7 separate regions of the Mus musculus genome follow, and all the other regions are linked to region 4. The links are chromatin contacts, called in public HiChIP or PLAC-seq and Micro-C maps. All regions are on one chromosome and are shown on one strand. Each heading gives the region's core, a stretch centred on a gene start, on an enhancer-like site or on the middle of the called end of the contact. The rest is flanking DNA. Distances are from core to core; before and after follow the strand shown.

The links. A called contact is a pair of places that touch in the nucleus more often than the background predicts. HiChIP or PLAC-seq counts read pairs in DNA pulled down with a chosen protein or histone mark.
Region 1: a contact with region 4 is called in an H3K27ac HiChIP or PLAC-seq map of embryonic stem cells, with 7 read pairs. The contact joins the enhancer-like site here to the promoter of Asb6 in region 4. A contact is called at or near these places in 1 of 39 promoter capture datasets (erythroid cells), 1 of 15 datasets of contacts at CTCF or cohesin (the NIH/3T3 cell line), 7 of 484 Hi-C or Micro-C datasets (CD4 T cells, CD8 T cells, the G1E-ER4 cell line and 3 more), 8 of 115 datasets of contacts at active chromatin or transcription factors (the SCID.adh cell line, embryonic stem cells, large pre-B cells and 1 more) and 1 of 9 other capture datasets (pancreatic islet).
Region 2: a FOXA1 HiChIP or PLAC-seq map of pancreatic cancer cells shows a contact between it and region 4. The contact joins the enhancer-like site here to the promoter of Asb6 in region 4. A contact is called at or near these places in 3 of 39 promoter capture datasets (liver and pre-B cells), 1 of 15 datasets of contacts at CTCF or cohesin (large pre-B cells), 5 of 115 datasets of contacts at active chromatin or transcription factors (the SCID.adh cell line, embryonic stem cells, large pre-B cells and 2 more) and 2 of 9 other capture datasets (liver and pancreatic islet).
Region 3: a contact with region 4 is called in an H3K4me3 HiChIP or PLAC-seq map of embryonic stem cells, with 3 times the contacts expected there. The contact joins the enhancer-like site here to the promoter of Asb6 in region 4. A contact is called at or near these places in 8 of 39 promoter capture datasets (the C10 cell line, the HPC-7 cell line, HPC-7-derived erythroid cells and 5 more), 1 of 15 datasets of contacts at CTCF or cohesin (the NIH/3T3 cell line), 3 of 484 Hi-C or Micro-C datasets (bone marrow-derived macrophages, forebrain and regulatory T cells), 16 of 115 datasets of contacts at active chromatin or transcription factors (acute myeloid leukemia, bone marrow-derived macrophages, double positive thymocytes and 7 more) and 4 of 9 other capture datasets (adipose tissue, embryonic stem cells, liver and 1 more).
Region 5: a Micro-C map of embryonic stem cells shows a contact between it and region 4, with 1.6 times the contacts expected there. The contact joins the promoter of Fnbp1 here to the promoter of Asb6 in region 4. A contact is called at or near these places in 1 of 39 promoter capture datasets (erythroid cells), 1 of 15 datasets of contacts at CTCF or cohesin (the NIH/3T3 cell line), 7 of 484 Hi-C or Micro-C datasets (CD4 T cells, CD8 T cells, the G1E-ER4 cell line and 3 more) and 8 of 115 datasets of contacts at active chromatin or transcription factors (the 230-238 cell line, the SCID.adh cell line, embryonic stem cells and 1 more).
Region 6: an HNF4G HiChIP or PLAC-seq map of pancreatic cancer cells shows a contact between it and region 4. The contact joins the enhancer-like site here to the promoter of Asb6 in region 4. A contact is called at or near these places in 5 of 39 promoter capture datasets (the C10 cell line, the HPC-7 cell line, cranial neural crest and 2 more), 1 of 484 Hi-C or Micro-C datasets (bone marrow-derived macrophages), 15 of 115 datasets of contacts at active chromatin or transcription factors (acute myeloid leukemia, bone marrow-derived macrophages, double positive thymocytes and 8 more) and 3 of 9 other capture datasets (adipose tissue, liver and pancreatic islet).
Region 7: an HNF4G HiChIP or PLAC-seq map of pancreatic cancer cells shows a contact between it and region 4. The contact joins the promoter of Ncs1 here to the promoter of Asb6 in region 4. A contact is called at or near these places in 1 of 39 promoter capture datasets (liver), 1 of 484 Hi-C or Micro-C datasets (embryonic stem cells) and 1 of 115 datasets of contacts at active chromatin or transcription factors (pancreatic cancer cells).

The regions. Positions count from the first base shown.
Region 1 is chr2:31,164,012-31,167,922 of GRCm38.p6, forward strand. Gpr107 (G protein-coupled receptor 107) reads left to right here. Exons shown (of 18, transcript NM_178760.4): 2 at 3,010-3,132. Among named protein-coding and RNA genes, the nearest start is that of Gpr107, 14 kb to the left of the region's middle. Within about 2 kb of position 1,385, at least 107 of the 459 cell types and tissues checked have an H3K27ac peak or open chromatin away from gene starts, as enhancers often do. A contact at or near this core is called in CD8 T cells and embryonic stem cells, where this site is marked.
Region 2 is chr2:30,317,567-30,321,217 of GRCm38.p6, forward strand. All of the region lies in intron 15 of Nup188 (nucleoporin 188), which reads left to right. Among named protein-coding and RNA genes, the nearest start is that of Gm39780, 21 kb to the left of the region's middle. Within about 2 kb of position 1,890, at least 8 of the 459 cell types and tissues checked have an H3K27ac peak or open chromatin away from gene starts, as enhancers often do. A contact at or near this core is called in pancreatic cancer cells, where this site is marked.
Region 3 is chr2:30,545,788-30,549,804 of GRCm38.p6, forward strand. Gm31585 (a long non-coding RNA gene) reads left to right here. Exons shown (of 3, transcript XR_374225.3): 1 at 1-251; 2 at 1,058-1,129; 3 at 1,691-2,057. Among named protein-coding and RNA genes, the nearest start is that of Gm31585, 3.3 kb to the left of the region's middle. Within about 2 kb of position 2,229, at least 72 of the 459 cell types and tissues checked have an H3K27ac peak or open chromatin away from gene starts, as enhancers often do. A contact at or near this core is called in the HPC-7 cell line, adipose tissue, bone marrow-derived macrophages and 4 more, where this site is marked.
Region 4 is chr2:30,826,636-30,830,796 of GRCm38.p6, forward strand. Asb6 (ankyrin repeat and SOCS box-containing 6) reads right to left here and starts at 1,665. Exons shown (of 6, transcript NM_133346.2): 1 at 1,439-1,665; 2 at 288-463. The coding sequence starts at 1,551.
Region 5 is chr2:31,139,735-31,143,487 of GRCm38.p6, forward strand. Fnbp1 (formin binding protein 1) reads right to left here and starts at 2,274. Exons shown (of 17, transcript NM_001177648.1): 1 at 2,045-2,274. The coding sequence starts at 2,068.
Region 6 is chr2:30,526,346-30,529,911 of GRCm38.p6, forward strand. No RefSeq gene overlaps it. Among named protein-coding and RNA genes, the nearest start is that of Gm14487, 6.6 kb to the right of the region's middle. Within about 2 kb of position 1,311, at least 28 of the 459 cell types and tissues checked have an H3K27ac peak or open chromatin away from gene starts, as enhancers often do. A contact at or near this core is called in pancreatic cancer cells, where this site is marked.
Region 7 is chr2:31,243,830-31,247,462 of GRCm38.p6, forward strand. It overlaps Ncs1 (neuronal calcium sensor 1), which reads left to right and starts at 2,094. Exons shown (of 8, transcript NM_019681.3): 1 at 2,094-2,413. The coding sequence starts at 2,350.

The sequences.
Region 1 (3,911 bases), core at 135-2,634, 340 kb after region 4:
GTTGGGTCTGCTTCTCTGGTCCAAGCCAGCACTTACCTGTCTGGGCCTGTTTCTTCCACAGTAGCCTGAGCAGAGCAGCACCCGCCTTGTAGAGTTGTAGGGAGGCAGCTCCCTGTTGCAGAGCACTCCTTAGAGCCCTGCTGGGTCCTGTGCAGGAGGTGGCCAGTGCATCCTCTCTGTTGCTGGTGTCTGGCAGGGTCAGCCTTGGGATGCTCTGGCAGACCCTCTCTGTCCCCACATGAGGATGTACTGTCCCATTGTCAGGGAGCTTGGCTGCCATTTCCAGGAGAGTAGCAGGGAGAGGGCAGGAATACTGAGCTGCCACCCAACTTCTCATCCTCTTGAGCTCCTGATCCTCCTGCCACTGTCTGCCAAGTGCTGGGGTGTGCTACAGGTGTGTACTACAGGTGTGCTACAGGTGTGCACTACAGGTGTGCGCTACAGGTGTGCTGCTGTGTCAGGTGCATGGTGCTCCTCATAGAGCCTCAGTGAGGCTTTGTTTAAAGATGAGGTCTCACTGTGTAACCCTAGCTGTTCTAGGCTTGAACTCACAAAGACCCACCTGCCTCTGCCTCTCATGTGTGTCTGCTGTAAACTTCCTACATGTTGGACAGAGTAGAAGACTTATACTCTGAAAATGGAAGTTTGGGACCAGTGAGATGGCTCAGCAGTGAAAGCCTGATGACCTGGGCCCCCCATGCTGGAAGGGGGGACTGGACTCCTACAAGTTGTCTTCTGACTTTTTCTTTGTACTGTGACATGTGCATACACACACAAGTAAATAAACAAAATACAAGAAAAAAGTAAAATCCGTATGTGCTGAACATAAATGTACAACTCAGGTTATTTCCCCAATGTAAACACACTGTAGCCAGCAGGAAACAATTATTAGTGCTTTTACAGTTTTCTCAAGCCTTGCCTTTCCCTCAAGTGACTGGAAAGTCCCTTTCTCTGAGGAGCAGTCACCGTCCCCTCCAAATCCTGTCGTGTGTGTGTGTGTGTGTGTGTGTGTGTGTGTGTGTGTGTATTGTGAGTGGGCTTGCTTTGCTCTGCAGATTGCTTCTCTGTGGGAGTGTGGGTTTGCCTCAGTCTCCTGTCACTGGGAAGTGAGAGGCAGCACACTGCTCCAAATGCCTAGCTGAACTCTGCAGTAAAGGAAATTCCCAGAGGACCAAAAAAGGGAAGAGGGAGTTGAAAACACTGGCTGGAGCGGGGAGGGGAGGAAGCGAGTGCCATTCTGAGATATTGCAGGAGTCTGGAGAGAGTTTGTATTAGACCGTTGCTGAAGGCCAGTGCTCCAACCCTCAGACCTAGCTGGGATGGGGAGCCAGAGTCAGCCAGGGAATAAGACCCTCCTGGTGGCAGCTTTCCAGGGCATTGTCTCTTGGCCTTGTGGGTGGGGCTTATCCTAGTCCCTCAGAAGGTCCCATTGACAGCCCCTGAGGCCTGGAAACTTGTAGCTATAGGCGAGGGTCCCATCAACAGCTGCTATTGTTTGGGTAGCTCCAGCATTATGAGTAAAGAGCCACCTTGTCACAGGCAGTTCATGTAGTCTCAGTAATGTCACATGTCAGGACGAAGCTGTGTTAGAAGGCTTTGCTGATATCTTGTCCTGGTCCTGAAATGTGTTGTCCTGCATCAGTTGAGACATGGAGCAGGCAGGGGTTGGGCATGTTTCTCTGTGGGCTGAGGCTTGAGCACGCCCGGGATTCCCCCTGCTCAGTTGTCTGTCTCCACTTGACTTGTTCCTGGGAGGGCCTCTGCATTAGCTTCTGCCCTAAGGCCCAGCATACTGGTTATCACTTAGGGTCAAGTGACAAAAGTCTGGGAGGAGCTGAGGGCAGCAGGGCGCTTGTACTTACTTCAACACTCCCCTCCCCTGCCAGAATTGGTTTCTTTTATACATTACAAAATTTTGGGGGTGGGGAGTATTTTTTTAAAGATTTATTTATTTTATGTATTTTATATACACTGTAGCTGTCTTCAGACATACCATAAGAAGGCATCAGATCCCATTACAGATGGTTGTGAGCCACCATGTGGTTGCGGGGAATTGAACTCAGGACCTCTGGAAGCGCAGTCAATGCTCTTAACCGCTGATCTATCTCTCCAGCCTCATAAATATTAAATTTTAAATTATTCTTAATTCTATGTAGGTGTATGTATCTGCATGTGGGTGTGTGCACATGAATGCAGGTGCTCACAGAAGCCAGAGGCAAAAGATCCCCTGGAGTTACAGATGGTTATGAGCCTCCTAATGTGGTTGATGGGAGATGGTTGACGGAAGAGCAGCAAGTGTTTTTAACTGAACTAGGTCCTAGCCTCCAGCCCCCTATGTTTTTTTGAGGGGCCGTTGTTTGTCTTTTTTTTTTTTTTTTTTTTGGTTTTTTTTTTGGTTTTTTGAGACAGGGTTTCTCTGCATAGCTCTGGCTGTCCTGGAACTCACTTTGTAGACCAGGCTGGCCTCGAACTCAGAAATCAGCCTGCCTCTGGGATTAAAGGCATGTGCCACCACTCCCGCTAGTCTTTCTTTTAAACAGGTTCTCACTATATACCCCTGGCTGGTCAGGAACTCAGTGTAAACCAGCCTGGCCTTGAACTCACCCTCCTGCCTCTGCCTCCTGGGTGGGTATTAAAGGTGTGCACCCTGTGACTTGGCCTCCTCTATAAAGTTTTGCCTACCAGAAGACAGGCACTCTTCTTTCAGGAAGAATGCAGGCTGATTAATCATGGTTCACCTTGCTGTGGGATTCACATGTCAACTTGACCCTGACCAATTTGCCCAGAGCCCATACAAGTATGCTGAAATGAATGAGTCCACAGTTGCCCTCTGCAGGGCTTTGACATCTGTCGGAATCCTTTTCAACATTTAAAGGGTAGCTTGTGACAGCTGGGTCTGTCTTTGCACCTATGTAAACTTAGACTGACCACCATGAAACCGGACACATAGCTAGCTTGTCAAGCAAATGAACAAGCTGACTAATGAGACATCAACCCCAATCTCTGTAGGATGATGTGCGGCATAAAGTCCATCTCAACACCTTCGGGTTCTTCAAGGATGGGTACATGGTGGTCAACGTCAGCAGCCTCTCTGTGAACGAGCCTGAGGGAGCCACGGACAAGGATGCTGAGGCAAGTGTCTTCCTGTGGGTCAGGGGTTACTCCATCAGCCTCCTCCCTCCTTGCCAAACTGGAGAAAATTCAGTGTTGACAGTTCCAAAATTCACTGTACCAAAGCACGCTACAGGGCCCTCTTTACTTTTCTCTATTTAAGATTCATTTATTATTATATGTAAGTACACTGTAGCTGTCCTCAGACACACCAGAAGAGGGCGTCAGATCTCATTACAGATGGTTGTGAGCCACCATATAGTTGCTGGGATTTTGAACTCATGACCTCTGGGGGAAAAAAAGCAGTCAGTGCTCAAACCACTGAGCTGTCTCTCCAGCCCCAGCTTTACTTTTATGCTTCCTATAGTCTGCGCAGTGCTGGGGCGGAACCCAGGGCCTTACTCATGCTGGATGAGTGTTCCCAACCTCAGGTTGTGGCCTGTGAGTGATTTATCTGCATGTGCACCTGGACACCAGAAGAAGGAATTGGATCCCATTGCAGATGGGTGTGAGGCACCATGTTGTTGCTAGGAATTGAGCGCAGGACCTCTGGAAGAGCATAGCAGCCAGCACTCTTGACCACTGAGCAGTTCTCAAATCCTGTAGTTCTTAAATAAATATTTGATTAATGATTTTACTTGAGCAGCTGTGTCCTTCTTACAAGAGAGCCCTCAGGCTGGAGAGGTGGCTCAGCGGTTGAGAGCACTGACTGTTCTTCCAGAGGTCCTGAGTTCAATTCCCAGCAACCACATGGTGGCTCACAACCATCTGTAATGAGATCTGATGCTCTCTTCTGGAGT
Region 2 (3,651 bases), core at 640-3,139, 510 kb before region 4:
CCTGTCTGTCCTGGAACTCACTTTGTAGACCAGGCTGGCCTTGAACTCAGAAATCCACCTACCTCTGCCTCCTGAGTACTGGGATTAAAGGTGTACACCACCACTCCCGACTGCTTGATTGTTTTGAGAGCATCTTGTTTTGCTGTTAGCCCACGCTGGCTCAGAATACATGATTTTCCTACTTCATACTGAGCTTCTGCCTTTTTTTTCTTTTTTTTTAAATGAATGTTTTTGCATCACTAGTTTCCCTTACTGTGTTACTGTTGTGCTGTAACAAGGTAAACAGGGCAGAGGTCTGCGTCACTGATGAGTGAAGTGTGTGATGTGCATCCTTCCACATAGCTATGTTTAGAGTGCATGGGCCTTTTCTCTTGCTAACTGTCTAGTGTTTCTGTTGCTGTGATGAGCATACAACCAGAGCAACTTGGGGAGGCAAGGGCTGGTTTTCTCTTCCAGTTCATTATCAAAGGAAGTGACACGGAGACCATGGAGAAACTCTGCTTACTGGTTGGCTCCTCTTGGCTTGCTCAGCCTGCATTCTCATACCTGCCCAGGGCTGAGACCACTCACAGTGGGCTGGGCCTTCCAGATCAATTGTTAGTCCAAAAAATGCCTCACAGACTTACCTACGGGCCAGGCTAGAGGGGTATTGTCTCAGTTGAGATGCTTGCTGTATGACTCCAGCTTGTGTCAAGTTGACAGTGTTAGTAGCAGGCACACTAACCCCAAAGGTTTTGTGAGCATGTTCTCTTATGCTAGGACACTCACTGCTTGGTTTCTGAAGGAAAGCCCTGCTGAGGACATGGGAGCATGTGCGCGCAAGTGTGTGCGCGCGCGTGTGTGTGTGTGCGTGTGTGTGTTTATTCTGACTTAATGACTTTTCACCCCTTAAACACTGGAGGTTTCAGGTTTCCTATTTAAACATTTTTCCCACAGAGTCTATGCAGTATGAGATAGGATCCAGCCCTAAAGTGTTCTTCAGAGCACCCATCTTTTTATATACATATAATTCAAATATCAAACTAGAAGAAAAACAGTTTTGCTGTTTTCTGTATGTACATGTTGATACTAGTGAAATATTCCTATATTGTGTTTAGTTTTAGTATTTTTTTTAAGATATATTTATTTCATGTATGTGAATACATGAGTAGCTGTCTTCAGACACACCAGAAGAGGGCATTGGATACCATTACAGATGGTTGTGAGCCTCCATGTTGTTGCTGGGATTTGAACTTAGGACTTCTGGAAGAGTGGTCAGTGCTTTTAACCACTGAGCCATCTCTCAAGCCCAAGTTTTTTTGTTTTGTTTTGTTTTTTTGTTTGTTTGTTTTTTTTTTTTTTTTTTGAGACAGGGTTTCTCTGTATAGCCCTGGCTGTCCTGGAACTCAGTTTGTAGACCAGGCTGGCCTCAAACTCTGAAATCCACCTGCCTCTGCCTCCCGAGTTCTGGGATTAAAGGCGTGCGCCACCATGCCCAGCTCAAGCCCAAGTTTTAGCACTTCAAATTTGATTTAAAATCTTTTTTGGATGGGTTGTTTTATGTGTGTGTGTGTGTGTGTGTGTGTGTGTGTGTGTGTGTGTGTGTGTGTGTGTGTTGAGACAGTGTCTGTTTGTTTACATAGCCCTAGCTATCATAGAACTTACACTATAGACCAGGCTGGCCTCAAACTCAGAGATCCTATAGACCCTCCCTCCTGAGTGCTAGAAGTTAAAGGTGTGCACCAAAGTGCCCTCCTCAGTTTTAGTGTTCACACAAGTCCTTGTAGAAATCACGGACGGAATAATGCACATTTTCTTCTGATACTGTCAGATGTGCTTTCTATACGCTCCCTGGAAGCTCCACCTTGTGGAGAGACTTTGGGGATTGTTTGCTTAGTGATGTCAGAGTTAAAGTAAGTGAAAGTCCATTGCTGATTACACTGACTTCCTGCCCAAGTCATGTGTGGCCCATGAACTGATGTGCAGTGTGGGTTTGGAGGGTCACCTCTGCTCCAGTGCTGTAGTTTATCTCGGGTGACACACCAAAAAGGAGATGGGTCTCACTTGTCACCATTACACATTATTTGGTGTCATATTATAAATCAGACTTAAAAGTTAATAGGTTTGCCGGGCATGGTGGCACATGCCTTTAATCCCAGCACTTGGGAGGCAGAGGCAGGCGGATTTCTGAGTTCAAGGCCAGCCTGGTCTACAGAGTGAGTTCCAGGACAGCCAGGGCTACACAGAGAAACCCTGTCTCAAAAACAAACAAACAAACAAACAAAAAAAGTTAGTAGGCTCAAAGATGTAGAAAATAGATAATCCTTCTAATGACCTGTTTTGTGTGAATGGTTGTTAAGATTTAAATTGGGCTGACAGTGGTAGAGACAGAGACAGGCAGAGTACAAGACCAACCTGGTCTACACAGCAAGTTCTAGGATAGCCAGGGTTAAATATTGAGACCCTGTCTCAAAAGGACGAAGACTGGATTAGCAAGCTGCATGAAAAGGACCACCATCATAGGATCACCATCTGCACTACAGTGGGAATTCTGTCAGACACTGTTGACTCTGTACATTGCTTGCTCTACCCAGTAGAGTCTTGTTGCTTCTTCCACTCCGTCTCAGTGGAATAGTATTCTTTATACAGAGAGCAGTGGTCCAGTGTACAGCTGTGGTGAGAACAGCTTGTACAGCAATGTAGACGGCTAAGATTTGGAAAGACTCAAACATTATTTTGCCAGTTTAGTTCTCCTCGCTTTTAGAATATTCCACAAAGCTAAGTCAAAATGGTAGTCTTTATGGTCTGCCTTAAAATATTTAAAGATCGCCGGGCAGTGGTGGTACACGCCTTTAATCCCACCACTCCGGACGCAGAGGCAGGCAGATTTCTGAGTTCAAGGCCAACCTGGTCTACAGAGTGAGTTCCAGGACAGCCAGAGCTACACAGAGAAACCCTGTCTCAAAAAAAAAAAAAAATTGAAAGATGAACGTGCTCTGTAAACCTTCCTGGCACCAGGGTGATGACTGCTTGGCTAACCATACGTGCCACTTTTGCAGAGCATACTTCAGTACTACAGAGAAAGGGGCATAGCCTACTGTCCTGGCTGTGTGCCCTCTGCTGCTGTCTCCTACAAGGACCAGCAACTACCTCGCTCATCCCTTTGGTCCTCTGCAATCATTATGCATCAGCGTCAGGCCTTCATACATAATACTGCATTGAACATGTGAACTCTTAGGAACTAGCGTGTCATTTTCATAACCACAGTCCTCAACAAGAGATGGTTGGGAAAAGGCTGTGTATAAAATAAAAGTTTTCGAGTGGATATTTGAGAGGTAAATGAACATGTGCTATATGTGTAAAGAGGAATGCCACTCCATCTTAAAGAGAAACTGTTATCTTAGAGCATGCTGTGTTGATAGCTTGTAGTCTCATATAGATTATGTCACATATAAACCCTGCAGGTGGCTTGCCAGTCACAAAAACACAAACTGTTTTTTGGTTTTGAGACTAGTCTTAACTTTGTAGCCCACACTAGCTTTCACCTCAGCCTCCCAAGTGAGCACTGGGATTAAATGGGAACCAGCCCTACAGCACACAGTTCTGTTAATAATACGAGAAATTTGATGTTAAGTGTATTTGAAACCAGGCTTGGTAGCACACAGTTCTAGA
Region 3 (4,017 bases), core at 979-3,478, 280 kb before region 4:
CAAGCAATTGTGGGGAACCTCTCTGGCCCAAGCATCCTCTGCCTCTCTTACTGCCTTCAGGCAACCTCTCCCATGAGGCCCTCCTGGGCTCTGGCCCCAGCGCTGTGGGGCACGGACTTTGTCCTCTCGCACCCCCATTTCTCCTCTTGCAGCCCTTTGTGATGGCTACCATAACAAATCACTCCAGATTTAGTGTCATAAAACAACAGCGGAGTTCTACAGGTCAGAGGTCAAATCTGGATGAATTCAAGGTGTGCAGCAACATTGGGTTCCTTCTGCAGATTCTCGTGTGTGTGTGTGTGTGTGTGTGTGTGTGTGTGTGTGTGTGTGTGTGTGTGTTTGCACTGGGTTCCTTCTGCAATCTCTATGTCTCTGTCTCTGCTTCTCTCTCTTGTGTGTATGTGTTTGTGTGTGTATGTGTGTGTGTTAGCACTGGGTTCCTTCTGTAGTCTCTATTTCTGTCTCTGCTTCTCTCTCTCTCTCTCTCTCTCTCACACACACATACACACACGAGAAAGAGAGAGAGAGAGAGAGAGAGAGAGAGAGAGAGGACTGGGTTCCTTTTGCAGGCTCTCTCTTGTGCATGCATGTGTGTGTGTGTGTGTGTGTTAGCACTGTGTTCTTTCTGCAGTCACTCTGTCTGTTTCTCCCTCTCTCTCGTGTGTGTCTGTGTGTGTGTGTTAGCAGTGGGTTCTTTCTGCAGTCTCTGTTTCTGTCTCTTCCACCCCCCCACCTATCTCCCCCCCCCTCTCTCTCTCTCTTTCTCTCGTGTGTGTGTCTGTGTGTGTCTCTGTGTGTGTATGTGTGTGTGTGTTAGCAGTGGGTTCTTTCTGCAGTCTCTTTCTGTTTCTGTCCCCCCCCCTTGTATGTGTGTGTTAGCAGTGGGTTCTTTCTGCAGTCTCTTTCTATTTCTGTTCCCCCCCCCCCGTGTGTGTGTGTGTGTGTGTGTGTGTGTGTGTGTGTGTGTGTGTGTAAGGGTCAGCCTCCTTACCTTTCTCCAAGCAGAGAGCCCACCCCCTGACTACCTTCCTGATCTTTGGCCCTGCTTGCTCTTCAGTTACCTGCTTTCCCATCTCAGAGTCCCTCAGTCACTCGGATGAACTAGAAGAAACCCCCGGCTCAAAGGCTGGTGAGCTGCCTCTGTTCCTCTCTGCTGTGAAACAAGCCATCTGTGTGCCCCAGGGGTTACGCTTGGGACATTGTTCTGCTAACCAGTTCACCTCTCCAGCTCCCCCCACCCACTTAGAAGCCTCTTTCTCTTCCAAGTCTTTCTCCCACGATGCCTGCCTGAGGTGGTGCCTGCACACTTCAGGTCTCCTCTGACCATAGGCCAGCACTCTAAAGTATTCCTGCAGCCTCTTCTACCTACAAGGAAAGCCAAAATGGCGCTGGGCCACACACAAACCCTGATCTGCCCACCCGCTGGTCTCCCCCAGACCCTTCCCTCTCCTACCCTTTCCCTTTGCGTCCTGTTTCCTGTATATTCCACGGTGTTTGTCACCTCCTGGCCTTTGCCCGGTGGTTCCACTCTGGATCTTTCTGTCTGTCCGCCTTCATTCATGTCCCCAGGAAGCTTGACTGACCCTTCCCAAGCACCTGAATGTACTTATTGTTTATTAGTCTGGCAGAGCACAGAGGCCTTGCCTGTCCCCTCTTGTCCCTCACAGTCTTGTGTCTTGTTTGGCCACAGAGCTAGCCATGAGCTGGTCCCAGAGTCATGGTGAACCCTGTGAATTTCTACTGAAGCTCAAGGACTTGGTCTAGGGATGCTGACGAGACCCACGGCCAGGACACACAAGATGCCAGAATGACAGCCGTGACGTGACATCGCTAGCAGCCGCTGACACCGGAAGCTGTTGACACGGGATGCCGCTGGCACCGGAAGCTGCTTGGTAGCATCTCCAAGCTTGCTTTACATAAGCTCTCAGAATGGCTGGGGAATCCAGCTCTCACCTGCTCCCCACTTTATGGATGAGAACCTTGGACTCTTCAAGTTGACCATACCTGCCTTTTGACTAGAGTGGAGGCCAGGGAAGTTTCTCATGCTTCCTGCTTGGAGGGGGCGGGGGCGGGCGGGGGTGGGGGCGGGGGCGGGTGGGGGCAAGCCCCAGCTGTTGTTGAGGTGAGGCATGGTGACTCTTCCTGGAGGAGGCTGAGGCTGGTCAGGACTTGGGTGGGGCTGAGCAGGCTGCTGGGAAGCCGCTTCCTTCCGGACCCTTCCTGTTTCCTTTTCCTCACTGCTCAGCCAAGCGATTGTCTTGCTCAGCCCTCCCCGGGCCTGCCTGGGCAGGATGTGGAGGCAGGAGGTTCTGTTTTCAAAAAGTCAAGTGTGGATTAAACACCTTGAACTGCAGACTCAATGTGGCTCAAAGAGTAACTTTTGTGTTATGTGTATTTTACCAAAATAAAAAGAACTGAAGGGCTGACTAGATGGCTCAGTGGATAAAAGTGCTTGCTGCCAAGCCTGGGACCTGAATTCCGGCCCTGGAACACACATGGTGGAAGGAGAGAAACCATTCCTGCTTGTTGTCCTCTGGCCTCTCCACAGGGACTGTGGTATGACGTGTGCTCTCCTCTCCAGATACATTTTAATGATTGTAATTTTTTTTTTTCTTTTGGGACAGAGTTTCACTGTGTAGCCCTGGCTGTCCTGGAACTCACTCTGTAGACCAGGCTGGCCTAGAACTCAGAGATCCGCCTGCCTCTGCACCCCAAGCACTGGGATTAAAGGTGTTTGCTACAACACCTGGCTATGATTATAAAATTTTAACATCAAATTGTCAAAAGAAAGGGAAGTGGCTCATGTCCCCGAATGTGAGGCTCTGTACCTGTGAAGCAGTCACCGCCCCTTGCCCTTCCCCATGCCTGACATTTCATTCTCTTCTGGAACTGATGACAGGTGTGAAGAGCTGATGGGCTGGCAGTCCCATAAGGGGTGCTCCTGGCTCTAAGGACCCATGGCAGGGGGACTAGGAGTTTGGCTCCTAGATGAGTCCCCCCTCCTCAGTGCTTGCAGCCTTGAGAGTCACAGGTTGTTTCCTGTCCCTGGCTTTCCTCTTCCAGCAACCATGATTTGTGGAGATGTCTTTCCCAGTGGGTGGGAGTCCTCTGCTGGCACAGTCCACTATGCCGCACTTTGACTATCATGACAAACAGACTCTTCTGTTTTCAAGATTTGTTTCTGTTTTACGAGTGTGTGATTGCATGTATGTCTGTGTATCATATGGATGCCTGGTGCCCTCAGAGGCCAGAAGAGGGCATCAGATCCCCTGGAACTGTAGTTCCAGGTCGTTCTGAGCCCCATGTGGGTGCTGAGAAACAAAGCCAGGTCCTCGACATAAGCAGCCAGTGTTCTACCACTGAGCAACCTCTCCAGCCCCTCCCTGCATCTTAAATTTGCTCAGTGGACAAAGGGCTGGGTGTGAGGCCGGGAGACTGCATAAGGCCTTTCAGCTACTGACTTCCTCTGTGTCCTAAGGAATGTCATCTCTCTGTGCAGCACCAGGTCCTTCCCTGTAAGCTAGACCAGTGTGGGACAACATCAGGACTCTGTCTGTCTTCAGTACTTCCTTCATCCTCTCAGCCTAGACATGTCCAGTGCCCATGGAGGAGGAAGAGGAAGAGGCCGAGGATGCCAAAGCCAGTGGAGCCCTTGGCTCCCAGGGCATGAACCTTCAGAGTGTTCTCAGACTCTGGCAGCCTCCACCCTGGGTTCTATTCTCTCCTGCTGGTGGTTGGAGCTGTGCCCCATCATTGTGGGAGCAAACACCCACCTTAGTCATAGGATCTCAGAACCAGGTGTTATTTCCCCATGTGTCCCATGGTCTCTACAGGACTGGGCCCACAGAAGCCTAGAAAGTGGTTTAGCTGTTGCTACAAGCAAGGGACCGAGGAAGAAGAGAAGGTAGAGAAGTCAAACTCTGGATTCAGGGTCTGTGCGAGACACACAAATGCTTCACAAGCAGAAACTGGGCCATGGTGTCACCACTGAGACCCAGAGGGAATAATATCGCTACA
Region 4 (4,161 bases), core at 415-2,914:
ATGCCCAGTGTGGCTTATCTTCCCACCTCTAGGGCCAGAGCAAAACCTGCAGGACAGCTCAGAGCAGAGAAATCACCTGCCCTTAGCTCTGGGCATTGCCAGTGTATTCTCTACATGGTAGAAGGATTGATCTGGAAGATGTGGGAGTAGAGGCGCTAAGAGCCCCCAGAAAGACACCCACAGGAAAAGAACAAGGGAAGTCACCCCAAAGACCGGAGGAAAAGCAGTGGCTGGGCCTGGCTGCCTAGTCCTCCTCACCCCACCCCCATCCTCAGGATGCTGCTGACCTTCGAAATTGAGGTTGGCCCCACTCTGCAGAAGGACAGCAGCTGCCCGGGTCAGGCCCAGCTCAGCCATCTTCAGCAACGCATTGCTCACGCCTTCCTGGTAGAATGGAGAGTGAGCCTTCTGCTCCAGCAGCTCCGTGAGGACCAGGATCCGGCTCTCCTCGCTGGAAGCAGAACTGTGCACCAAGAGGCAGAACAGAGAAAGTGGGAACTCACGGGGGCCAGTGGCCCTAGCCTGTGTGCCCTTTCACAAGCATCCACACAAGCTGCGCATGCTCTGTGGGGCACAACTCTTTCTTGGTCAAAAGCATTAAGTGATTTCAAAGCCATCCTTCAGCATGCTGTCAAAGTGCTGGCTCTGCCCCATCTTCTCTCACACCACCTTGAGGGTAGCCCTAAAGCTCTCACCCTTCCTAGACAAAACTACCTACTAAGTGCATCTTGGGCCTGGACGCTGTTCCATATGTTACCCCAGCTCTGACAACGGCCCAAACACCACCTTCAGAGTCACCTGGCCACGACGCGCCTTACTTGCTCTTCGCCCTAATCTCACCCACCAGACCTCTTGCAACAGGTGGGCCCTAAGATCTGACCAACGCCCGGACACAAAACGCTTATCTGGGGCAGCCCTCCTAAATATGCTGGGCTCCGCCAAAGGAGGGCAGTAGCGCCTTGTTGTGCAGCCCTGCGGCCCCGCCTCCGAGTTCTTAAAAACGCCTGGCACTGCATTTACAGAGTAGGCCGCAGAGGAAAGGGCTGATGTGGTTTAGAAAAGACATCCTTGGTGAGACTGCTAGCTCCTCTGCCCCACCCTACTCTGCATCTCAGACCGCGATGCCGGTCTGGGTGCTCGCTTGTCTCTGTAGCACAAGCACTCCGAAGGCGTAGCGCTCCGAGTACCCAAGGAGGTCTGCACAGGGCACACGGACCACACCGGCTTGCTTCCCCAGAGGCTCTCGGAGAGGCCTGCTGTCTGCCGAAAGTCCGGTCGGCCCCAGCCAGGACGTCTCCAGCATCCATGCACAGGCAGCAGAGGCCCGGGTCTTCTGCCCTACAAGACACTCCGAGCCCGCCTCAGGCTGGAGCTCGAGCTCGCGGCCACGCAGCTCCCACTCCCGCTGCGACAACCACAGAGGACCGCAGCGACTTACTCATCCAGGGGCTCCTGCCGCTCCAGATCCTGGATGCCCAGGGCGCCAAGGATGGCGTCCACTAGGGGCTGGTACTCAAAGATGATCCTGCGGAAGCCGTGCAAGAACGGCATGGCGTCGGCCGCGTGTTCCGACACCCACAGGCCACCACCTCCCGATCTACCGGTTCAGACCCCGCGCCGGTGAGCAATCCTCCCAGGCCCCAGTTCCGCACCGGAAGTTATCCTACCACTCCTACTTCCGGTCCGTGCGGGCCTTTGAGGGAGCATGTGAGTCACACTGCCCCCTGCCGCCGGGGAGGACCTCGCGGCGATCATCACTGTCCGGCTCCGCCCCGCACTGAAATTCCCCGCGAGGCCGCTGAAGGGCGTCTGAGCTCCGACGGGGCATGCGGCCCCGCTACTGACTGGCTCCAATCCGAGGTGACACAGGCCCTATTCGGAGCCTGAACACTACTTTCTGCAGCCTACTTGACTTTGGCCACTCTCTAAGGAAAGGCTGCAACCACCTCAGTTTCTCCACTGTGTAGACCAAGTGGCGTAATGAGGATCTTGCACCCCAACTCTTCCCCACAGACGCTGGGGGCAGTTCCTTATTCTCTGTCCCTTGACGCCTAGCCAAACAGGCTGCCCACTTTTCCCACTTTTCACTGGAGGGACTCTGTGAACCTTCATGTCCTGATCTGGAAAATTGGCATAATATCACTTGCCTAGACCCTGAGCAGGAGGAAGCTTTGACATAGCAGAAAGGACTGTACCAGGTAGCGTCCCCCTACGCAAATTTGAGTGGCTGCAACTTTGAGTCCTGCGGCAAGGCCCTGATGACTCTAAAAAGGTCAGTTATGGGGAGGTGTCAATGGTCCTGAGGCTGCACCATCATAGGTGTAGCTCCAATCCCTTATGGGGGCTTGTGTTCTCTCTGCTTGGCACCTGCCATCTGCCATAGAGTTACTGGCTTGGAACAAAATTTCTTCTTTGTTTTAACCAAGAGCCTTCCTGCCTCCACTTCTCAAGTGTTGGGATGCTAGGCTTGGTTCCAGGATAGCCCAGGACACCAAACCCAGTGGCCAAGGATCTTACACAGAATGGGTACACAGCTCCTCTCATGACCTATTTCAGCTCTATGGGACTCTGCACCCAACAGAGTAAACACCAGGTTGGTCATTGTTTATTGGGTTGTTAAGGGAATAATGGGGAAAAAATCTGTACAGGGGCTGGAGAGATGGCTCAGCAATTAGGAATACTGGCTGCTCTTGCAAAGGACCTAGGTTCTGTTCTTAGCCTGCCAGGACTACATAGTGAGGCTCTATCTCCAAGAGGGGGGAGGAGTCGGGTGGAGGGTGGCAGGTTACTGGAGAGATCTTGATCAGCCCAGGTTCAGCTCCCAACACCCTCATAGTGGCTCACAGCCACCCATAACTCTAGGCCAAGGGGATCTGGTGCCCTCTTCTGGACGCTGTGGGCACAGGCACAAAAGTGATGCACATATGGCCATGCAAGCAAAACATCCCTATTCATGGGGAAAAAAAAAAAAAAGTTCCCCTTTGGGCCTGGGAGTTGGCTCACCGAGCAGAATGCCTCGAGTTCCATACCCAGCACCATGAAGACTGGACATCGTGGCTTCCTGCTTTGGGTCTGTGCCTTTGTCCAGGTCACTTCTCCTTTCCTCAGTGGCTCCAGCACTTGGCTTTGGAGGCTGCCCTGATCCAGAATAGCAGTAGTTTAGCCTCCTGACATCTACAAGACCCTTCTTCCAAATAAGGTCACTTTGAAGGTCCCCAGACTAGAGCTTCAGTGGAACTCAGAGGGCAGAATACAAACCCCATGCAACAGGTGAATCTAGGTGTGGTCCTTCTGGCCTTGGCCTCACCATCTTCCCCTAGCCTAGCCTTTAATGGCTGATCCGTCTCTCCAGCCAGTCTTCACCTCTGACTTGATCACTTGCCTGGCTCTCACAGGCCGAGGTCCAATGAAAGGCATCTTGATGTCACCAGTGTCTGAGAGAAGGGACAGGCAGAGTAAGAAGAACTGGGCTGCTGAGCTGGTTCAGGAGGTGGAGGCTTGCCACCAAGCCCTGTGGCCTGAGTTCAGTCTTTAGGACCCTATGGCAGAGGGAGAGAACAGACACCTACAGGTTGTCCTCTGACCTCTACACACATACAGCACGTGTGGATACATGCATACTTAGTGTAAATACACATAGAACACATGAGAATTAACTTGCATTTATTGGAGCCCTCCTCGGGTCCTAGCACTGGGCTAAGCCCTCTTCACACTGATGCTGTGAAGCCGTTAGATTAAGAGGATTGTTCCTTTTCACAAGCAGGAATGTGGCTCAAGGTTTCAGAGCTGGCCCAAGGAAGCACAGCAGGGTAGACTGTCAGCCAGTCTATCCGACCTCGGTACATATAAGCCACCAGGGACTCACACAGTCCCTTTAGCTTCTCTGGCTTTGGATCTTTAGAGGGTCTAGACTTGCAGGAGGGAGGAACTGACCTTTGCCCTTTCATAGCCCTTAGGCATCTCACAGAGGAGCCAGGCTCCACTGCCAGCCAGTCACCCAGGCTCCTGTCTTTAGAAAGCCCTATGCCCCTTGACCCCTCTTGTCAGCAAGGGGTCCTGTTTCCTCCATCTGCCTTCCATTAAAGTTGTCATTCAGAGCCCCTGCCTTCAGCTCTGACCCTTCCCTCTCTTTTCCTCACCACTGCTCCCTCTGTGCCTGAC
Region 5 (3,753 bases), core at 1,024-3,523, 310 kb after region 4:
CCATGCCTTAAAAACAAAACCAAAAATAAAAATTAAGTCACCCTTTTTATTTTCTCATTTCCATATACTTCATCTACAGTATGGCAGGCCAATCTGCTATTGGCTATAAGAAAACTCACAAATTTATCAAGTAAGCTAAATACAAATACTTTATATCTCTCACCATTTAAAATACTTCCTGACATTCTCTTCTCTCCACCTCTGGTGCTAGGTTCAATCTCTAGTGCCTTGTCCAGGTCCAGGCCAGGCAAGTATTTTACCTGAGTCACATCCTTGGTAGCTTTTTGTTTTGCTTTTTCAGACAAGGCCTTACTACGCACGTAGCTCCTGCTGACTTGGGAGTCACTATGTATTCCAGGCTGGATGCAAACTCACAGCAATCCTCCTGCCTCAGCCTTTCCAGAGTTGGGGATTACAGTGTGAGTCACCAGGAGTGGCTCCTGTGTTTGACGTCCTCCTGTTTTCCACTCCTCAAAGATGCAGGAAGAACAGCCATGATGTCAGCTCTTTAGCCCAGCTATACCTGCCCTCGCCTGGGTCACCAGCTACATCCTTCACCAATATGGCTACAAAATATCCACCTCCCTAAGTCGCTCAAGAACCAAGTATTTTCTGCCTTCAGAGTTATGCCCTGCTGTTTGAACACATGCCCAGACTTCCATTCTGTTGCTGACCTTGACTTCTGATGTGCCCCCACCACGGTGTGAAAGAAAAACAAACCAAACCAAAACCCAATCAACTAACCAAACCACACACCCCCAAATCAGAAAAGAAAATAGCACGCATAGGCGAACAGTTTTGCCTACTGTGGGTGTGTACAAGTTGCTTTCAAACTATGCGTTACATTTATTTTCAAAATGGGCATTTGCCCCGGTCACCTGACATTTTGACAGCCGAATGAATGGGAACCCCTTTGACAGAGGATGTTTATGAAATGAGTTATCTTGGGAGCCAATGCTCCCGGGATTTTAGTATTAGCAGAAGCTACTGTAGTCTAAGGAATGGTTATGTAAAAACAATCAAGGCAAAGAAAATAATTTAAGGGGGATGCACAGCATTTCCCTAATTGCCCTAACCTTATTTTGACACGGCATTTCTTGGCCTCATCTTGGATGGCAACACCACCCCATACTTTATCCCTCCACACCCTTCACAAATGGAATTCAGAAAGGTAGTCAGCGGGCACTTAGGATTCATCACTGAGAAGGACTGGTCTCGGGCACATTTCAGCGCAGTAACCGCGGTTTCTTCCCCACCTTCACCCAGGCCATTGCACCGCACGCCTATGACCAGCCTTTCCCCGTGCTCGAGTCCAGAGGAAGGCAGGGCAACAGGCCCTGCCCCTCGGCCAACGGCCTCCCTTTCCCGGAGATGCCCTGAGAGCTGTCCTGGCGTCCTCTGATCGCCCTCGATGGGACCGTTTCCAGATACAAGCTGATCACTAACCCACCTGCACCCCCAAAGGAAGGATCCTCGCAAGATTATCCCCTCTCGAAACCGTTTCGTTTCCTCTGGGCAGCAGGACAGAACCAGGTCCCCGGCAATCGTCCCTCCGTGCTATCTTATGATCTCCCCTACCGCTGTCCCCCTGCGGACCAAACACCGCAGCCCCCCTCAAATTCAGAATCTGAGCTGTCTCCAAGATACAAGTGCGCTCCAACCGCCTCGGGGCTAAAGTCCTCACTTTCAGAGAGAAGACCTTACCTCTCGCTACCGGTACCCCCGAGACCCGAAACCCTGCGCCTGCCAGGCCGCCCCGCCCCCGGGAGTAGCGCGGGATCCGCCCGCACCTCCAAGCGTATAGATCGGCCCCAGAGCTCCGGCCAGGGGCGCGCGCAATTACGCAGCCCGGCACAGCGCGGGCCCCACGCCCCCGGGGAACGCCCGCGGGTTGCCGCTCCGGGAGCCCGGACCCAGCTCCACGCCGCCCCGAGGCCGCCGGGGCCACCCGATCCGCGCTCCCTCTTTGCTGGGCGACGACGCACGCCGAGGCCCCTCGATGCGCCTCCCGCCCAGGCCGCCCGCGGCCCGGCCCCTCACTCACCCAGAGCTCAGTGCCCCAGCTCATGGTGCAGGGACCGGGAAGGGGCCTCCGACCCCCTTCGCCGGCGATCGCTGCGGCCCTCCGAACCTTGTGAATGCGGAAAGCCCGCCGCTTCCCCCGGCCCGCGCCTCCTCTAGCCCGAGCTCGCAACCTCTCGTCGCTCCGCGCGGAGCAAAATGGCCCGAGGAAGCAGCAGCAGCGACCGCCGCAGCGCGCCCGCCCCGCACCGGAGCTGAGGGGCGGGATGGGGCGGGACGAGAGGCGGGACGGGGCGGGACCGGACTGACAGCTCGTGCATACCGTCCCGCCCACAGGCTCCCTTTGGCGCAGTTGCCCCGGGGGTCTGGAAGGACGTGAACCCCTGGGGACTCCTGCTCGTCATCGGTATTCGGCAACCAGCGAGCCCAACTCTTTTGGGACCTGCGCTCTCTGTCTGCAGACTGGGCTGCTGGTGATCACGTCCCTCCATCGCCATCTGCCTTCTACCCATCGCGCCTAGCGCTGTTTTGCATTTCAGAACTTTCGCCAGGTGGCCGCCGACGCCCACCTTAGAAGCTCCCGGAGTGGCTTCTTCCACTATCCAGACACTGTGGAGGCCCAAAGAGCTCGGCAGCGCGCGCGTAGGAGTGGGGCCTGGGACCGTGACGTCGGTGCACAGTGTACATAGGACGTTGAAGGGAACAGCAATCCAGCAGATCCAGGAACCCAGGGAAAGAACTCGGGAATGTGAGCCCAAAGAATTATAACCAGTGCCTTTTTCTGCCTATTTGGCCAGGAATCTCGGCAGTGAAGTTGTTACCCTGCTGAAGGACAGCAGAATCTCTGAAGGGCCCACAGGGACTTTGGAGGGTTCAAATTCAGCCTCTGCACTCTTTGGCTGGGTGGTCTAGAACAGGTTTCACCTCTATCTGGGGGAGAGCCTCAGCTGCCAAAAGGAGGCAGTGTCTACCAGTCCAGGCCTAGTGATGTGAACAGAGGAGGTGAACTGGCCAGTGGGTGGCTGACGCAGAATGGGAACCATCTCATTAACTCTTCCAAAACTCCACAGAATGTCATTTCTCACATGCTGTGGAGAATCTGGGGGCTTCCAACTGTCTCCTCAGAATCTTTCTTTCTCTGAATTCCGAGACCTCTCCTCCAGAGTCGTGACCCTCTTCTACACAATTCTCCACTCCCTGTTATCCTGAACCCGTTCATCTTTTTCCAACAGTGAGTTAAATCTCCTTAAAGGGTGAATCTCAGCCCAGTGTGTGCCGTCCCAGACCTAACACTCCTAACCAGTCCTAACACTCCTGAGGCAGAGGTAGGAAGACTGCTGCAAGTTCAAGGCCAACCTGAGCCACATAGTAAATACCAAGTAGGATGACCTGGTCCACAAAGGGGAAAACCTCAGCTAAAATAAAATAACAATGGTAAACAATAATGGTGAGGTATGGAGGCAGAGGCAAGTGGATCTCTATGAGTTACAGCTACATAGTGAGATCCTGTCTCAAAAACCAAAACTAAGCACAAAATAATAAATTTGTTGGAAAAGGAAAAAGAAAGAAAGAAAAAGGAAGGAGGGGCGGAGCTGAGAAACCTTGCCTTAAACCTCAGGACCTCCTACTTCCTTTGCCAGGCAGTTACAACTATCAAAACTATTCTGGTCTGTCTTTTGTCAGCCTCAAGACATGGCCTCCACCCTCTGTGTCTGTTTGAAGTATTTTGCT
Region 6 (3,566 bases), core at 61-2,560, 300 kb before region 4:
AAGCCTGGCCTTTTAGGGCTCCCCAGGAGTCCACAGTGAGTGTGCCTGGCTGTACCCTTCAGAGGCTCACATCCCAACCTTGCTGTCCTCCAGTGACCCCTGTTGACACCAGGCTGCTGTCATGGTGTTCAGGCTGGAGCTTCTGCCCCCGGCTCTAGCCAGGGGCTTTCTTAGTAGTGACCATCCAGTTGGAAGGGCTGTTCTTTCCATGGCTCCAGGCCTCTGGGTTCTGTGATGTCTGCTTGCCCTGGAGCTGCTGTGGCTACTGTCTGTTCACAGGATTGTGGCCTGCTTACCCATGATGCTCGGGGCAGCCTCTGTGTGGCAGACTGAGGTCTGGATTATTTTCATTTCTCTTCAACCTGTGGCTTGTTGGCATCCATCAGTTCTAGAGACTCATTGGCTGGCTAAGCTACCATCTCAGTCTATGTGGTTTGGGGATAGAGCCCAGGATCTCATACATGGTAGGCAAGGGCTCTATCCACAAGTCATACCCACAGCCCATAGAATCACCTCCCCCCCCTCCCCCGGTTTATCGAGACAGGACTTCTTTGTGTAGCTCTGGCTGTCCTGAAACTAGCACTGTAGACCAGGCTGGCCTCGAACTCACAGAGATCTGCCTGCCTCTGCCTTCCGAGTGCTGGGATTACAGGTGTGCACCACTACCATGAGGCAAGAATCATCTTTAAACATTGTTTCTGTCTACTTCCCTTCTCTCTGAGATTCAATTAAACCCTATCTTTTTTTAGTCTGTTTTTTCCCCCAATCTCTCCATTTTATGCTTCTCTGAAATGCATTTTGGATGTTTTGTCTTAGATGTTTATTTTAGAGGTTTATTTTATGTGTATGAGTGTTTTATCTGAATGTATGTATATGTGTCTACCGTGTGTGTGCCTGGTGCTCTCAGAGATCGGAGGAGGCTGGAATTACAGATGATTGTGAGCTGCCGGGTCGGTGCTGGGAACCTAACCTGAGTCTTCCGCAAGAGCAGCAAGTGCTGAAGAGCTGAGCCATCTCTTCAGCTCATAAACACTTGAAGCATTTTCACATGCCTCGGGTACATGGGGAGGTCAAAGGACAGCTGGCAATCAGTTCTCTCCTTCACCACGTGGGTTTCATGGATCAAACTCAGGCGTCCGTGCTTGGTGGCAAGCCATATTGCTGGACCTGGATATTTCCTTCTGACCTATCTTCTTTTAATCTAATTCTTTCTTTGGCTGAATTGAATCCATTCTCCCACCATCCCTAGATTGTCTTTTCATCCCTTGTTTTAATTGCTTATTACTCAGAGAGGAGATGGAGGGAGGAGGAGGATGTGAGTCACAGGGAGCACGACCCACGATGCCACAGGAAGGAGCTCCATTGATGTGGCTGAGCCCATGGTCCCCAAAGCTTTCGTTCTCCAATTTCAAAGACTGCAGGGAGCCCTAGGGGCTCTTAACTCCTGAAAGGAGGAGGTCTCTGAGTTCTTAAGTGGCCATGTTGTGTAGCTCTGGATGTGGGGTCCCTAAAGGCAGATGGAACACAAGCGAGTGAACAATCCACAAAGAACTGATATCGCAAACTTGCAGCTCTTTGGTTTAATGGCAAGACACCAAAATTCAGATGTGTACAGCACCATCAGCAATGAGTCAGAAATAAAATCTCAGGGCTTTAGTTTATTTACGTACTGGCTTATCATATCGCTGGAGAGCAAATGCAACTACCTGTATGTGCTAGGCTGCTGCTCTACCACTGAGCCACATCCTTGACCTCTGCATCTCCTCGCAGTCATTGTCACAGTCATTGTCACAATCACGTCCAGCACTTCTGGTCTTATTTATCTTTTAATTTTGTGTCTTTATTTGCTTTTATTGTATGACTGTTTTGACTTGCATGTCTGCCTGTCTGTCTGTTCACTGTGTGTGTGTGTGCCTGGTCCCTGTGGACAGAAGAGTGTGTTAGATCCCCTAGGACTGGAGGTACAGAAGGTTGTGAGCCACTGTGAGGGGCCTAGGAACTGATTCTGGGTCCTTTGCAGGAGCACTGACTAGTGCTCATCAGCACCAAACATCTCTCCAGGACACCTCTACTCTGTTCTTTTATGAACTTGCTATATTGTCTTATAGCATTTTTAAAATTAATATATACACACTCTGAGGCAGGAACTTGTTATGTAGCTCAGGCTGGCCCTGAACTCACAATCTTTCTGCCGCAGACTCTTGAGTCACCACACCTGGCTGTTTCTTGTTGCTTTGTGTTCACAGGTGATCGTACAAACTTGCCTTTTATTGGATTTATTTCTTTGAAAACCTTTGGCCAGGTGCAGTAGCTCATACCTGTTGTCCCTGTGCTGGGAAGGCTGTGCTAGGAAGATTGCTGTGTGTTCAAGGCCGGTTTAGGTCGATATCATTATGGAGTGACATCCTGCCTCAAAAACAAAACAAAAAGTAGAGGAGGCTTATCAGGGGGTCTGATGACAGTAGTTCAATCCCTGGGACCCACACAGTGAAAGAGAGAGCTGACTCTCACAGCAAGTGGACCTCTGACCTCTATGTGCATGCCTTGGTACACACACACACTCACACACACATATATACACACAATACACTCACACACACTCACATATACATATATACACATATACACATTCACACATACATATACACACATGCACTCACACATACACTCACACACACATACATACACTCACATTCTCCCCTCACACACATACATACATGCACACACATTCTCCCACACATACACATACTCACACAAACACACACATACACACATTTTCTCACACACACACTCATACTCAGTCGCACACTCTCTCTCTCTCTCTCTCTCTCTCTCTCTCTCTCTCTCTCTCTCTCTCTCCCACACACACATCAATGTTTTAAAAGGGTGTGTCAAGATGGCTCACTGGGCACACTAGTTACTTTTCTGTGCCTGTGATACAACAGGCAAGCACAAGCCGCTTCTAGATGAGAGAGACTATTCTGGCTCACAGTTCCACAGGAGCTCTGTGATGGTGAGGAAGGCGGTAGGAGCAGGAGCTGAGGGGTCACATCGTTATCCAGAGAGGAAACTGGACGTGGTGTGAGACTCTAGACTCTCATCCCCTCCTCCTCCAGGAAGGTACACCTCAAACTATGGACCAAGAGTTCAAATATCCAAGCATGTGGGAGACATTTTTATTTGTAGTGGAGGTGTTTGTTTTTTGAGATATGGTCTCACCCTGTCGACCAGGCAGGTCTTGAACTCACAGAGATCCTCCTGCCTCTGCCCTCTGCGTGCTGGGAGTAAAGGTGTGCACCCCTATGCTCTGCTCAGTTTTCTTGTACACCCCTGTTGGTGTGTGTGTGTGTGTGTGTGTTTTAAGTCTTTATATATGCTCTGGATCTTTCAAACTTTTTTTTTTCCTTCTGTGAATATGCATGCTGTTATGGATGATGGATGTATGTACGGAGGTCAGAGGTTAAGTTCAGGTGTTATTCCTCAGGATTCCACTTCACACCATGAGAGAGGTGTCTCCCTGGATCCTGGGGCCTGTGGATTACTCTAGCCACTTCCCAGTGCTTAGG
Region 7 (3,633 bases), core at 844-3,343, 420 kb after region 4:
ATGATTTCTATTGTTCCCTGGTCGCTAAATTGTGAGTTCTATTGAGGCAAGGATTTTTTTCAACATCCCCAGGGGCCTGGCATCAGTGGGTGCCTAGCAAATACTAACCCGGTATCAGTGGTGTCCGTGACTGTGAGGAACCAGGCACTTCCCTGACTCCTGTATCCCCCAGAGTCCTGGTTCTTGTCATGGTGTTGGTGACCAGTGGTTGTTGTTGGGCAGGCTTGAGACACGACCATTTCTCATGTTGCTCACTGCAGTGTCTTCAGTCTTCAGTCTAGCACCCAACACATGGAACAACCCCTGGGTTCCTGTAGAGCATAGAACTGTCCTTGAACTCATTATATGGCAGCCATGGTTGCCACTGAGTTCCTGATCCTCCTACCTCCATCTCCCAAGAGATGACAGGCCTGGCTCACAGCTCTCTAAGGCTTCAACTGTTAACCCATGGTCCAAGGTTTCTGTCTGAGCAGGATGTTCAGGTGAGGCTGGCCAGCTCTGAACCTCTTTCTGTGGCTTTTCCTTCGTGTACATTTTGAATCGATCCTCAAAGCTGGGACACCCTGCTCCAACCTCTAGCGAGAATTCCTTTAGCTGTGGCACAGCGCCAGCTTCCAGGATCCATGTCTGCTCACTTCCTGTATCGAACGGGCTCTTCACACCAACAAGCTGGGACCTGGGTCTGGCCTGGGCTCATGTAAGGGAAGGAACCGAGACCATCTGAAGGCTGGAGACATGCAAGAGGTGGGGTTGAAAGGTACCATCGCCCCAGGCAGGGTTTTACACCCTCTGAGAGGGAAAAAAAGAAATTCTGTCCGTGATTGCATCCCTGCTGGCTCAGGAGGGAATGGCTTCATCTTGCCATGGTCTTTCCAGGGCTCTGGTTCCTGGCATGGGTCATTCCTCCCCTACCCGATCTATTTTCATGCCTTTCCCTGAGAACTCTTCCTCCTAATGTTGTCTAAGCCAGTTGTGAACCAGGGATCCTACTGCCTCCCCACCCACTTCCCTGTTTAGCTGGGCTGGCTCCCTGGCCTCTGCTACTAAGACTGGCTCACAGAAGTTGCCACTGGCCCTCAGGGCCTTCTGAGAGCAAGACATATTTCTGCTCCCCTCCCCCTGAGGCTCATTCTTTGGAAGAAGCAAGCGCCAATGGACTAAGAGGTCCAAGTTTTCCTGAGCTGTTAAGGAGACAGAGTTGGGCAGAAAGTCAGGAGAGGTCTCAATTACGATGACATTTTGGGAGGAGGGGAGAGCAGGCCATCCTTTTCCTGGAGTCCTTCCCCAGCTGCAGGCTTCCAGGCATGGAGCCCCACCAACAGGCTCTGCTCCCTCTGGCCACTTCAAGCAAGCCCCACAACAGAGAAGGTTTGAACTGCAAGTACTCCTGGGCACCGGGGACAGAGGCCAGGTCTTTGGGGAAAGCGGCTTGCCAGGCTGGTCTCCAGAAGCTCTGGCCCTTCTGCCTGGCCTCAGATCATTCCCAGCCTTGCCTGGAGCCCCGGGTGTAGAGGCTGCTCTCCCTCCCAGGCCAGACCCCTTCCAGGTTGATACCCCATTCCTCTCTCAATCTGAAGTCACTTCCCTCAAGGCCAGGCAAAAGTGTTCCCACCGAAACCCATGCCAGCCAGCACATCAGGATGCTCCTGGAGAGGTCTGGGATCGCGTCTGTCCTCTTGGCCGCCAGGTCCCCAGCGCCCAACACATCTAAGTGGAATGAATGAATTGCGCCGGGCAGGGATTTGGCCTCGTTCACGTCCGATTTTCCGGGCCCTCCCTGCCCACGCCGCTGCGGAGAGGGGGGAATGGATCGGCGGAGGGGGCGGTGCGGCGACCTCCCAGCGTCCCCGGAGAGCCAACAGGAGAGGGGGTGCCTCAACGCGGAGCTCGCGCCTGTCGGAGCTGGGCGGGAGGTGGCGCCGGGCGATGAGTGGCGGCTCCGAGTCCACCCCTGGCGCGCCGGTGCGGGCGGGAGGCGGGGAGCGTAGGGGCGGCGGCGGCGCAGCAGTAGCGAGCATGTGCTACGCAGCCCAGTAACCAGGGACGACCGCGGCAACCGAGCCCCGGCGGCTGCGGCTCTCAGCCCCGCGCAACTCCTCGCCGTGGCCGCTTGCACCGCCAAGGCCTGGCCCTCGCCGGGTCCCCGAGGCCCCTTGAACCGTCAGCCGCGGTCGCGCAGCACGCCGGAGCCCCGCGCACGGGACGCGCGGGCACGGCCAGACAAAGGCGCGGCCCCGGCCCGGCCCAGCCCGGCCTGCCGGCCTCCGCGCACCCCGGCCCGACCCAACCGCTCCCGCTGGGCGCCCCGAGCGGGTCCGGCCCGGGGAGCGGGGGCCGCGGCCGCCGAGCATGGGGAAATCCAACAGCAAGTTGAAGCCTGAAGTTGTGGAGGAGCTGACCAGAAAAACCTACTGTGAGTGAGCCCCGATCCCAGATCCCCGATTCCCCATCGAGCCGCGACCTTCCCTCCGCCCTTCCCGGCCGCGCCCCTGCCCCGCACCTGGCCCATTGTTCTATCCGCGCCCCCGCCCCCGGCCATGGCTGGGTGTCGCCTGTCAGCGTGCTCCAGGGACCACTCTGGGTCCTCAGGGCATCCGCAGCCCACCCGCTGCTCCCCTCCTGTCCGAAGGACCCGGGCTGTGCCGGGGCGGGGGGCAGTGGTCCCAGGAGGGGGCGCCCGGGCGTTGTGTGGCTCTCCTGCTTGGAGCAGGGTGGGTGGGTGATTCATGCTTAATGATGCTGCTGCGGCTCCTGCCTCTTGCGAGGTTGGCCTGTCGCCCCCTCCCTGGCAAGTGTGACTGTGTTGGGAGGAAGAGGGCTGGCGAGACTGGTAGAACGCTCAGGTAGTGACGGTAGAGGGCCAAGGGTCCTGGGCGCCCTCTTAGATGTCGCACGGTTGGGCTGTATTCTCCATCCCCCCTTCCCTTCTCCTGTCTCTACCGCACCAGGAAATGGGTTTACATGGCCCGAGCTGACGAGCGAAGGAAGGTCTGTCCCACTCCACGGTCCACTAGATCAGTCCCAGGCGTGGCTCTCCACTTGCCCAACTTCACAGATCTGCCTCTGCATCTTTAGTGCCTCCACACCAGGTGTCCCCCCTCCTCGCAGCCTCTCCAGGGGTGGCCCTGGAAGTGGGTCCTGGGAAGCTTTGGCTGAGCGCTCTGCATCACCCGGAAAGACAGGCAGTTAACTGACAGCTCGGTGTAGATGGAGGCTCTGGTGCAGTGCATGGTCTCTGCTCTCACCCCCACCCCCACCCCCGGTATCGGTCTTCTGAGCACGTTTGCAGGTCTTGGTCAACCTAGTGCCTTAGCCCCATGCTCCTCACTCTCCCAGACTTAGAACAAAGGGGGCTTTACTGCCTGGGCTCTCCTGGCCCCTGTCCTGAGGAGTTGGACACCTTGGAGGTCACATCCAGGAGAACTATCCTTCCCAGCCCAGGCTGCCTACTCTCTCTTTCCAGATTGGGTGGGTAGCTTTTTCTAGCTTGTTGCTGTTTGTGAGGTTAACTGGACCCTCGAAGGTGTGGCTCACAGCCATTAGCAGGTAGGCTATTGGTGGGACACCCTCCCTCCCTGAACGGGCCAGGACCCCAGGGTGTGGGGAGGGTAGAGGGCTCCATGGACTTCTCCA